Linked DNA regions of Zea mays: regions 2 and 3 are each linked to region 1. A link is a contact called in public Hi-C data. All regions are on one chromosome and are shown on one strand. The core of a region is the stretch at or near the end of the contact, and the rest is flanking DNA. Distances in the headings are between cores, read along the strand shown. Region 1 holds the start of LOC100383138 (putative ARF GTPase activating domain protein with ankyrin repeat-containing protein). Region 2 holds the start of LOC103645185 (exocyst complex component EXO70B1). Region 3 holds the start of LOC732723 (retinoblastoma-related 3).

Region 1 (4,039 bases), core at 476-2,975:
CATCATGCGCACAGTTGTTAAAAAACACGACGAAGATGAGACCTAGCTGTAGCCTGTAGCTGTGGTTAGGGCTGAAAAAAATCGAGCCGAGTCGAGCCAAGTTTTCGAGAGTTTTTGAGCTCGTTGTGTAACGAGCCGAGTTGGTTCACGAGCTATGCTAAATTAATCAACCTATAAAATAATAATAGATATTAAATAATTTTATAAATATCAGACTTGTTCCTTAATCTTAGTCTTTGATGATGGATATATGTCAATTTAAAATTTAGATTATTGATAATATTGAATGATGACTATGTATCTTATATTTATATACTATTAGGTTACCGTACAATACAATATTACTCTCTCCGTCTTATAATATAAGACGTAACCACTTTTTATTCTTGTCCCATAATATAAGACGTGTTTTCTTTATGTATACCTATATCGATGCAGTGATATAGAGAGAACTAAATATATTTCTTGTTTTTTAAAGCAGAAGGGTTACGTCTTGTATACTAGAACTGGAGGAAGTACTTATTAGGCTGGTGCCAACGCAGGCTGCAAGACGGGCGGCACGGCGCTCCTCTCGCCCGACCGAAGGCGAGAGCCAGGTGAGAGAGCGTTTCCGGGCGACGCCGCTCGCGCTCGGCGAGAGCAGGCGAAACCGCCTCGCTCTCGCCCGCGCTGGAGCGCGCGCCCGGGCGAGAGACGGGCGAGAGGCAGGCGGTGAGGCGGGCTACGCACTGGCGCGGGCGGCGTGCGGGCGAGAGTGTGGGGCGAGAGCGAGGTGGCGGCTTCCGATTGGTTCTGCTGGCCACATCAGCGCCACGTGTGATAACCGTTTTTTACCGTTTGGACTCCAAAAAATTTGAAAAAAATACAAAAAAATCACAAATTTCATCTATAAATTATTATGCACTTTGTAGTTTTTAATTCAATAAAAAGTATTATGTTGTGTGATTTCTAAGCGTTAAAATAAATCCGCGTGAATTACTTAATTCTGAAATAGAAAAGCTGATGTGGCTATAGCCTGAGGCTGTAGCCTGCTGCAGCCTGTGCACTGGAGCAGCAGGGGCGAGAGTGAAGGCGAGAGCTGATGTGGCAGGGGCGAGAGGGAGGCTGTGCACTGGACTCAGCCTTAAGGTGTAGCTCAGTTTAAACTGAGTCAACCGAGAGCCAGTTGAGCCGAGCCTCTTTTTAGCTTGTCGAGTGGCGAGTAGAGTTTAGTCATCCAACAAGACATATACCGCACAGTGCACGGTGGTGCGGGTTCGTCCGGGGCCGGCCCAGCGCCCAGTCGACGCGACAGTGACGCACTCACTTTCTTGTTCTGTTCTGAAAACAGCAGTCGTCAAAACGCAGCGACGAAATTGGCAGATCACCAACCGGTCCATTTGTCAGGCTGCCACTGACTCCTGGTCCACCGCGCTTTAGTTAACGGCGACAGAACGCCATCATTAGGGCATCATTTCTGACGACGGAATTAAACATGCGCGTTTCAATTGTTTTTGTTTTAAAAAAAATAAAATTCCGCATTTTCTGCCGGCTCCTTGCAGAAAAAACAATCTCGCTGGATTCTAGCAGTGTCTGCGTCCCGGCCCCACCGTAAATAATCGTTATAATTTGGACTCGCCAGTTAGTTACTACCAGTCTTCCCTCTCCGAACTAAGAGAGAGAGAGAGTGGGACTCAATGCAGCGTTTTCCATCCATCCCTCCCTCCTCTTGCGCATTTCCACCACCTCGCACCAGGCTCCACTCCTCTCCTTCCCTTCCCTCCCCCTTTCGCTCCCCTCCTCGCTCGCCTCGCTTCTCGCCGAGCCACCCGACCAATTCCCCCGCCCCCCGCGCGCCCAGATCGCCGCCATTCCCTTCCCCGCCCTGCCGCGACGATCCCGCTGCCACCGCACCTTCTCCCTCCCGTCGTCCTCCCCTCCCCGCAGCTGGCGGTCGGTCGGTCGGACGGAGGAAGCCACAGCCGGCGGCCAGAGAGCGCCGCAGCGTGCCCGCGGATGGGCTGGTAGGAGGCGGCGGCGGCGGTGACTGTGTTAGCGGCGGCGGCGGCAGCCATGTATTTCGCCAAACTCGATGACTCGCCCATGTTCCGGACGCAGGTGAGAGCCGCACCGTCGTACGTGATCCCGGCGGATCTCCGCCCCTAGCGTCCCCGCGCGTGCGTGGGCGCGTGCCACCTTTTGCCTGGATTCGTTCGTACGGGTTCCTGGATTCTGCCGCGCTGGGTACCGGCCAGCTGGGCAGGTTTGATGCGTGCGCGCGTGTCTCCGCCCCCATTTTTTTTTACCTCCTTGGCGGCGGTGTTGCACATGGCCCGTGGTGGGCTGCGGGAAGGGGAACGTCGCTGACTCGACGCCGCTGCTTCTCCTCTCTGCACGGCTGATGCGCGGCGCGTGCCCGGAATCTCCTCGTTTGTTTGCTCGTTTGGTTTGTGAATGCACGTGGAAAGCGTAATTCCTCCCCCGTGGCCGTGATTTTGCCCTCCCGTGGATCGGCATGTGTTTTATTACGACCTCTCTCTATCGTCGCATCTACTGTACTAGTTTTTACCGTGCGCGCGCGCGCATGTGTGATGTGCGTCTGCATCGTACGGCCATGTTGTTGAATTGTCAATTAGTCAGGTTGGTTTCTTCTTTGGCGTTATTTTTGCGACTTTTTCCCATGGCACCACAACGAGTGGTCCGGAATTAGCTTGGTTTATTTTCAAAGCTGGCCTTTTTTCCCCATTCTATGAACGGGCATCACGAACTAATGCTGCATAGTGCTGCGGCTGTAGGCACATCTCTGTCTGCTGCATATCTTTTGTCGTACACTGACACTAACTTGACGCACAATGTGAATTCTACTTACCAATTAAAAGAATGAGGTTTGAAGCAGTTTAATTTATTTTCTGCAGTTGGGTTTCAATTTCTCACTAAAGCAGATGTGCTTCTTGGAATAAGTTATGGTGTAGGTCAGCTGGTTTATCCGTTTCAGTCCAAGTTCATGCTTACTTCTCAATTATTTTAGCTTTTCAGTAATCATGGAACTAACACAATGGTTTTGTCGGTGAATCTTCTGTTTTCTGTTCCTGCATTATTTTCCCTAAATAATTTGGTCTCTTCTCTTTTCATTTCATAAAAGTAGGCAAGCCTTGCTTCATATATTCCCCATTGTTTGTTTTGACGGCTTTAAAATGAAATGAGAACGCTCCCAGTAGTTTTTTTTGAGTGCGTTAATGAACTTGCACAGCACTTCTGAAATTTTCGGTTGAACAGTGTAAAAAATGCTCCTTCAAGTAGATATTTTATGAACTGTCCAATTTAGAAGGCCTTTGCAGGATTTGTATGTTTTACATTCAAGCTTTACTTATCAATGTGGAAGAAACGAATTTCCTTACTGGTTGCAGTCTTGAATGAAACTTTGTTTTCTTGGATTGATGACTAATTGTATGCATCTTTTTGTTCATTTGAAAAAGATACAATCACTTGAGGAGAGTGCTGAATTGCTGAGAGAGAGATGTTTGAAGTTCCATAAAGGTTGCCGTAAGTATACGTAAGTAACCATCCATTGCCCATGCATTTATTTTGTAATCCGGAGTATGGTTGAGCTGTAAGTCACTCCCTGCGCCATATGCTGATATGCCCTTTTGTTTCAGTGAAGGACTAGGGGAAGCATACGATGGAGATATTGCATTTGCCAGCTCACTTGAAACATTTGGAGGAGGCCACAATGATCCAATGAGTGTCGCTTTTGGTGGTTAGTCATGTTATTTTCTTTGTCTGCTTTTCCCAGCAACATTTATAAACATATCATGCAAGTATGCAGCACGTTGTTTTATTGTTTTGTTTTGCTTAATTTTCTTGCCACCATGTCATCATCCATGAAAAAATATGTAATGTTCAATTCTTTAGGATTATACTGTTTCTTTATCTTTTTTGAACCTGCTTATATTATTTGTTTCTCATTATTTATTACTCTTTCCCCACATAAGAGTAGAGTTGAGCTCAATGTCGTCAGTTCCTCTACTGAGCATACTGAATTTTCATCTTCTTTCCAGGG
Region 2 (4,039 bases), core at 492-2,991, 420 kb before region 1:
ACGCCATGGATCTGAGTGCAGATAGAATCGGCCGCTCTGAGCAGCCTCCTCACAGATTGTTTTGCGATCGCTGAGAAATAATCCTCCTTGAGCATGTTGAACCAGCCAAGATCCTGCCCGTTCAACTGCCTTCGCATCTCACCCAGAACACCGACGATGATGTGCATCCCCGCTGTCCAAACGTTCAGCACAGTTTCCTTGGGCTCTTCCTTGTGGCCGCCCAGAATGTTGTCCATGTCGAGGATTTCGAGGTAACTGTCGCGCACATGCGTTAGTATAGGTTTTTACTATGTCTATATCATCTAGTATGAAGTACAAGTTTGGTTCTCGATCTTTGTCGATGATCCCACATGGAGTGCGAAATCACCAAACTTGTATATCTTGAACTACGTTATGAATTATTCGAATCAACTCGGGTAGAGAAATGACAAAATCAAACTTTTTGTATATCTTGATGAGATACGACTTCATAGATGATGGCTTTTTGTATATCCCACTTACCTGGCAAGCTGAGCAGAGTGTCGATCGATGGCCCGTCGGAGCATATCTTCGTATTCGTATCCACCTTGGATCATGAGGCCCGCAATGTCATTGATGGTGGACAGCACCTTCCTGTCGATAAGATCCATGCGTCCGAATGCCTTGTCACTTCGGACCGACATGTCCTCGCACAGAGCCGAGAGGAACCCGCTTGAGCTGCCAGTGCCACTAGTGCCGCCGAAGGAGGTAGAGGAGGAGCTCGGCCATGAGGCCACCGAATCAGCAGCAGACCTGGAACCGCCGCGGCAGCCGCCCCTGACGACGGACTCCCAGATGGACGCGGGCGAGATACCCAGGCGACGATGCGGATGGCCCCGCAGCACGTCGGCGTCGAGCCTCCAGATCCGGAGGTGGCAGAACTCCATCGCGAGGGAAGACATGGCCTGGTCGAGCAATTTTTTCGGACGTTTTTCATGCTCGTGCGTGTCGCCGGATGCCGTGCCACTGCCAGTGCCAAGGGCCTGCTGCCGCTGAAGCACCAGCGACAACTTCGCAGCGGCCAGGTATCTGGTGAGCCGTAGCGCGGGGTCCGCGAGTAGCTCGCCGGAGATGGGGTTCAGATACGCCTCTATGTCGCCGAGGAGAGAACTCGGCGCCCCCTTGCTTCAATTCAAACACAGACACAGTCACATTGGCAGGGCAGGAAGCCAGAATTAGTCGTTGGTCAAACTGCTCGACGGTTTCAATACCTGCTGAGTAGCAATGGCATCGCGGAGTCCGTGAAGACCGCGCCGGAAGGCTGGCCTCCATGCACGCGACCTTCCAGTTCCAGGTAGCCGCCGAAGGCGGAAGCCGCGGCGAGCCACTCGCCGCGAACGCGAGCGTCCCCCGCCGGCGGCCCCGGGAGAGCGAAGCTACTCGTCATCGTGATCACTTCTTGTCCCTTGCGACCGCGATGCGAGTCAACGGTGTGGCTTAATTGGCGCGTGCGGACGGCGGCCGCCTGCCACGGCGCGCGCTGTTGCCTACGGCCGTCGGTCAACCTAGCTTCCGGGCGAGAGGCTCCGGCCGGCGACGCCTTGTTGCCGCTGTCCTTGTCACTTGCACGAACTGGAAGAAGGTTCCTCTCTCTCTCTCACTAGCCTACCGATCTGCGCGGTCCCCGTGTCATTGCGCGTTGTGGCAGGTTTGAATGCCGTCAGAGTTGATGCCGATCGAGGAAGCTGGACTCTAGGGACACAACCACAGTTTATCGCGCAACGATAGCAACAACTCATACGACATCTGTATAGTTTACTTGCTAAACCAAAAACTTTAGCAAACGAATAAAATAAAATAAATTAGATAGTGACCTTAATTTGTCCCTCTCTGTCATAGCTGTTAGGGATGACACGGTGGGTTTATATCTGTATAGATCTCCACAACGAGATTGGTATAAGATTCATATTCACTTTAATACTTCCCAATGCACTATAGTAGGAGCATGCAAATATTGATATGACTTGTTAACCAGGAATATAATATTCGGTCTAGTCAAACCCATAATACTCCTATATATTGTGTTGCATCTTTTGGTTCTAGCAACGTTTCTTTCATGAAGGGATAATTTTTCACTAGTGCATAATGGTGTGCCTATAGGTTTACAACTTTACATTATGCCATGCCAAGGAGATATGCTGCGTATTTAGCTTGTGTCAAATTTAAATTATCATGCCTCTTTTTTACCTCTATTCCTAAGTAGTGAACATTCTCCAAACCTTCAATGAGAAGTCTCGATAAATATCATGCAATAATACCATGGCATCCTCTTGTTTACTTCTATTCATATGAAGTAGTGATTATTCTCTAGATCCTTCAATGAGAAAATCTTGATCAAGATCCTGCAATAATACATGACAACTTTTTGATTGATATTGTTATAATTATATTATACTAGAATAAACATAAATCTAACATCCTTATGATAGTGAAATAAAGAGATGTACACCTTTGATCCTTTAGAACGACATCACAAAGTTTCCTACTCAACTTGTCACACCACACACGAGGAGCTTGTTTCGGTCCATATATGTAACACTGGAAAATCCTATGATAAGCTTTTGGTAAAATACTCCACAAAATTTTGAATTAGTTTAAAGATTTGTTTACCACTAAAGTTGCATTCCCTAGAATAAATGTGTTCTAGCAAAGACTAGAATTTAGTTTAAAACCTAATTATATAGAAATAAACTAACTAATTGTACTTTTAATTAAATTATTATACATATTAAAAAAAGGTGAAAGTATTGGATATTGAGGAAAATACAAACAAAAAAAATGAATACTAACGTTTGGATGAACTGTTAAAACAAATAATGTATATATTGTGTATGTTGAGCATTCACTTAAATGAATAATCAATATATATAAAATAAACTTGAATTTGCATGCTGGAATTTTATTGTACTTTTGCATATGAACTTTAATCTTGAATTCATGCTGTTTTTTATGCTGCAATTAAATTAAATTCAAGAAAAAGAAAAACTAGAATTTGAACCATGTTGAAACGTGGAAGAAACATGAGATAATAGAAATAGATTAGAAGAAATAAAACCAAGCATCAGTTGGGACAATCGATCGGCTTCTACACACATAATCACTCGCCATGTGGCCCCTGCTCAGGATCGACATGCATCTTGCTTCTTGCATGTATCCTTTCCCAGATTCTAGCTATGTTCGTTGCAACAGCCATGGGTTGTTACCATATACGCTCGTATCTGCCGCTAGTTGGGGTTGTTGTGATCCGTTTCCGTGTATGCCTGAGTATATATGCTGGCGCTGTGGTCGTACCCCCTCCCTGGTCGGGATCTCAATTAGAAGCTAGCTAGCCAAAGCGGGGAGTTGGTAGAACTGTAGCGTGCGCGGTGGAAGCCTCGGGTTGCCGTGATTTCTCACCATAGTTTAATACTCTGGGTTGCCGTGATTTCTCACCATAGTTTAATACTCTGCCGTGGTGCTGCTGTGCTCGACGCCAAGACTCGAAAATACGGTAAGAACCTATCCTCTGTCCCGACGTCGTCTTAGCTTCGAATATGACCATTTGTTTCGGAGTTGGGACCCAAGGGGATGTCAGTTTGCATGTGTCGGCAATGGCGCCGTCACGGTGGGCTCTGCACCGCCGTTTGCGTTCATCGGGTGGAAGAAGGCAACGACACGGTCGTTGGATGGTCGTTGTGCGGCAGTAACCGCACGATGAAAATACCTCTTCGTCAGTTCAATCCTTGTCGTTGGTTCAGACAGGTGTGGGTCTGATGAAATCACGAGTGTGACAAGTTACCAGCCGCAGATCTCAGATCCGATGGCTATTGGGGCGTACCGGTTTGCTTTTATGTTAGATTTAATCTAGACCCTTTTACATACAAGATTGTCATACAACAAGAATTTAACAATAATTACTATCATGATAAGTTAACAACAACTAGGTCATGCATTGGTAAATAAACATTTCTCATCGTCTTATCACATATTTCTGTGCAGCCCTACTAACTTATTAAAAGTGTGATATATTCTAGAACAAATA
Region 3 (4,039 bases), core at 570-3,069, 360 kb before region 1:
GAGAGAGAGGGCGCAAAACAAATCCCAAGCGAATAAGCAAGTGAGACACGGAGATTTGTTTTACCGAGGTTCGGTTCTTGCAAACCTACTCCCCGTTGAGGAGGCCACAAAGGCCGGGTCTCTTTCAACCCTTCCCTCTCTCAAACGGTCCCTCGGACCGAGTGAGCTTCTCTTCTCAAATCAAAGCCGGGAACAAAACTTCCCCGCAAGGGCCACCACACAATTGGTGCCTCTTGCCTTAATTACAATGGAGTTGTGATCTCAAGAACAAGTGAGAAAGAAAAGAAGCAATCCAAGCGCAAGAGCTCAAATGAACACGACAAATCACTCTCACTAGTCACTAGGGCTTTGTGTGGAATTGGAGAGGATTTGATCTCTTTAGTGTGTCTAGAATTGAATGCTAGAGCTCTTGTAGTAGTTGAGAAGTGGAAAACTTGGATGCAATGAATGGTGGGGTGGTTGGGGTATTTATAGCCCCAACCACCAAATGTGGCCGTTGGTGGAGCTGTCTGTTCGATGGCGCACCGGACAGTCCGGTGCACACCGGACAGTCCGGTGCCCCCTGCCACGTCATCACTGCCGTTGGATTCTGACCGTTGGAGCTTCTGACTTGTGGGCCCGCCTGGGTGTCCGGTGCACACCGGACAGGTACTGTTTGATGTCCGGTGTGCCAGCATGGGCGATTCTGACTTCTGCGCGCGCAGAGGGCGCATTAAATGCGCGGCAGAGAGCCGTTGGCGCGGAGATGACCGTTGCTTCGGAGGCGCACCGGACAGTCCGGTGCACACCAGACAGTCCGGTGAATTTTAGCGGGCTAGCCGTTGGCGTTTCCCGAAGCTGGCGAGTTCCTGAGGCCGACCTCCCTTGGCGCACCGGACACTGTCCGGTGTACACTGGACAGTCCGGTGAATTATAGCCGAGTCGCCTCAGGAAATTCCCGAAGGTGGCGAGTTTGAGTCTGAGTCCCCTGGTGCACCGGACAGGTACTGTTCACTGTCCGGTGGCACACCGGACAGTCCGGTGCGCCAGACCAGGGGTGCCTTCGGTTGCCCCTTTGCTCCTTTGTTGAATCAAAAACTTGGTCTTTTTATTGGCTGAGTATGAACCTTTTACACCTGTATAATCTATACACTTGGGCAAACTAGTTAGTCCAAAGATTTGTGTTGGGCAATTCAACCACCAAAATTATTTAGGACTTAGGTGTAAGCCTAATTCCCTTTCACCGCCGCTCAGGGGCGGGCTCCCGCAAACCCCGTCGCGCTTCCAATCACCTCCGCAACCGACAGGATGCCGCTGCGGCGGCACTCGCTCCGGCTGCTGGCGCGCCATGTGGATCACAATGGATTCCGAAACATTTTCTCATAACAGTATAACACACATTTATACATAAGTTATCATATTATTAGATATTCCCGTTGCAACGCACGAGCACTCATCTAGTCAATCAATTATTTCCCTCGGACGCTTCTACCCCGGTTCGGGTGGCCCCGCCCGCCGCAGCCGCGCGGCGCACGTGTGGTCGCTTCCCACACGCCGACATGCCGACCCAACCCGACCAGTCACATGGGCCACACCCACACGGGCCCGGGCCCGGTTCCCCACCCATCCCTTCCCAGTTCCCACCAAAAACTCCCGCCATCTCCACCCTCTCCCGCCAAAACCAACCGACGTAGCGCCACTTTCCCCTCTCCCGCCTGCCAGGACCGGGCCCACCGCGCAGCGAGACAGGCGGGCTCCGTTTTGCCGCGCAAGCGACCCCGCAGATATAAAAAGTCCGCGCGCGCCGCTCGGCCCCGAAATTATTTTTTGGCGCGCATCCCAACATCCGCCTCAGATTCCCGTCCATCGTTCGTCTCCGCTGTTTCCCGTCCCTCGTCCTCCGCCGAAACCCTAGCAGAGCTCCTCCTCCGCCTTCCCTCCGGTCGCCGGAGTGCCTGGTCCGGTCACGGGGGTGGTTTCGAGGCCTGGATTGGCGGAGTGTTTGGAAGGAGGCAGGGGCGGGACAGTAGGAATACATAAATTTTCTAGGTTTTCAGCCGCCCTATGCCTGACGCATCCACGCGCCCACGCCTGTCTCCGCACACACGCTGCCACGCACAGGCACCGCTCGTCCGCTCCAGCTCTTGCGTCGCACGGACAGACACAGCTCCACCCTCCATAGCTCCTCTTGCCGCTGCTTGTGCGCCGGATCACCGCCCCCGGCCTGAGTCTTCGGACAGTGCGTCCGCGGCAGAGCATCTGCGGCCTGCCCCCTGCGGGCGGCGGCGCCAGTGCGGCTCGCCCCCTCTGGCCGTCTTGGCCTGATTGGACCGAGGTTTGTGATTTTGTGAAGCGTGTGCATCTGGTGGGCACGTGGTGACAACCTGAGATTAGAGAAACCACATTCCAAATTTTTAATTCAAACAGAACCAGGAGGAGGGACATGGAGGGGTTCGCCAAGCCGTCCACGAGCTCGGGGTCTGGGGTCACGGTTAGGGCCTCCGTCGCCGCGGCCTCCATAGAGGAGAGGTTCGCCGATCTGTGCAAGGTACGGGTTCTCACATGCCCCGGCGTTTGCGCCGCTCCGTTTCTGACCTTTCGTTGGGTGCTGGATTTTTGTTTTTCTCTGCGCAAGGCGTGTCCTTTTCTCACTGGCGATGTCTTCCAGCTGCTTCGCGTGTGTTTGCTCAGTGGGGAAAAACATGGGAGGCTGAAGGTTTAGGCGGTTTTTCTTGTTTGGAAATTAATTTGTGCTAGATCTGGCGCTCCTCTTTCGTTTATTTAGGTTATCCCAACCGATTTTGTCGCCCTTGACTCCTTCGAATTTGTTTTCGAAGATGAACCATTCTGATCCATTTCTTCGGTTTCCGTGCGCTGTGTGGAAATCTATGTTTTCCACCGTCTGCTGCAAACTCTTTGTGTGGTCTGCTGGGGATAAATTTTATTATTTGTGGCTGGCCCTTTCAAAAACGAATAATAAATGGAGCGACTTTTGATGGTTCCTTTTGATTTATACACTTTCTGTTTGAAGTCACACTGTCCTTCGTATGTCTTATCATTATTATTAGTGATTCACTGGTTTTGTACCTGTGAGTTTATTTACTACTCGTACTTGTCCTATTTTTAGGAGAAATCTATATGCATGATCATGTGACGTTCCATTTTACCCCTGCTGTTCACTTGTGAGTTGTGACTGATTCTCGTATACCCTGATTTTTTATTTGCTCTTTTGTTTGTGGCGAGCAGGCCAAGCTGGGACTGGACGAGAGCACGACGAGGCAGGCAATGCAGCTCTTGAAGGAGACCAATAACATTCTCAAGTCCAGCATGTCTTCCTTGGGCGGCGGATCGGTAAGATTGCATTTTCTTTGCCTCTGGCATAGTTAATATTTCTTCCATCCAATTCCAGGACCATGATGTACTGCTAAAACTCATGCCTGCTACCTATTGGATTTATGTGTAGCCCGAGGAGATCGAGAGGTTCTGGTCTGCCTGTGTTCTGTACTGTGTGTCAAGGCTCAGTAAAGCGGGGAGGTCGAAGGAAGATGGCAGTGTCTCACTTTGCCAGATTCTGAGGGCATCTAAGCTGAAGTAAGAGTCGTGCTGGGCTTGATTGGTTGAGGAACAGTCACTTGTCACTTAGGCTAATCCCTGCATTCGTTTTGTTGATTCTATGTAGCATTGTGGATTTTTTCAAGGAGATGCCACAGTTCTGCATAAAGGTTGCACACATTTTGACTGGCCTATATGGTTCAGATTGGGAAAAAAGGCTTGAGGTATAGTATTATGTAATTAGTGTGCTCCCCTGTTTTAGAACCCATTTTAGAATTGAACATGTTTTAACTTTCTATCCTAATGCATTTCCGTGTTTTGTGCTCAGTTGAAGGAACTGCAAGCGAATGTTGTCCATTTAAGCTTGCTAAGCAGGTAAATTTTTACTTTTTATTGCCTTTTCTTGTGTGACGTGGCTACTAATAGCATAAAATATCTAGCTTTAGTTTTTGTAAATTGCTGTGCTAGAATGTTGATTCACTACTAGTTTTACTGGACTGAAATGAAA

What was found. A called contact is a pair of places that touch in the nucleus more often than the background predicts.
Region 2: a Hi-C map of leaf shows a contact between it and region 1, with 8 times the contacts expected there. The contact joins the promoter of LOC103645185 here to the promoter of LOC100383138 in region 1. A contact is called at or near these places in 3 of 25 Hi-C or Micro-C datasets (bundle sheath, leaf and tassel).
Region 3: a Hi-C map of bundle sheath shows a contact between it and region 1, with 2.8 times the contacts expected there. The contact joins the promoter of LOC732723 here to the promoter of LOC100383138 in region 1. A contact is called at or near these places in 2 of 25 Hi-C or Micro-C datasets (bundle sheath and tassel).

The regions. Positions count from the first base shown.
Region 1 is chr1:200,095,462-200,099,500 of Zm-B73-REFERENCE-NAM-5.0, reverse strand. It overlaps LOC100383138 (putative ARF GTPase activating domain protein with ankyrin repeat-containing protein), which reads left to right and starts at 1,725. Exons shown (of 19, transcript NM_001175804.1): 1 at 1,725-2,097; 2 at 3,456-3,532; 3 at 3,636-3,736; 4 at 4,038-4,039. The coding sequence starts at 2,053.
Region 2 is chr1:200,511,610-200,515,648 of Zm-B73-REFERENCE-NAM-5.0, reverse strand. LOC103645185 (exocyst complex component EXO70B1) reads right to left here and starts at 1,741. Exons shown (of 3, transcript XM_008668290.2): 1 at 1,230-1,741; 2 at 502-1,143; 3 at 1-255. The coding sequence starts at 1,405.
Region 3 is chr1:200,451,147-200,455,185 of Zm-B73-REFERENCE-NAM-5.0, reverse strand. LOC732723 (retinoblastoma-related 3) reads left to right here and starts at 1,819. Exons shown (of 19, transcript NM_001112352.1): 1 at 1,819-2,314; 2 at 2,407-2,527; 3 at 3,226-3,330; 4 at 3,443-3,570; 5 at 3,659-3,755; 6 at 3,860-3,906. The coding sequence starts at 2,423.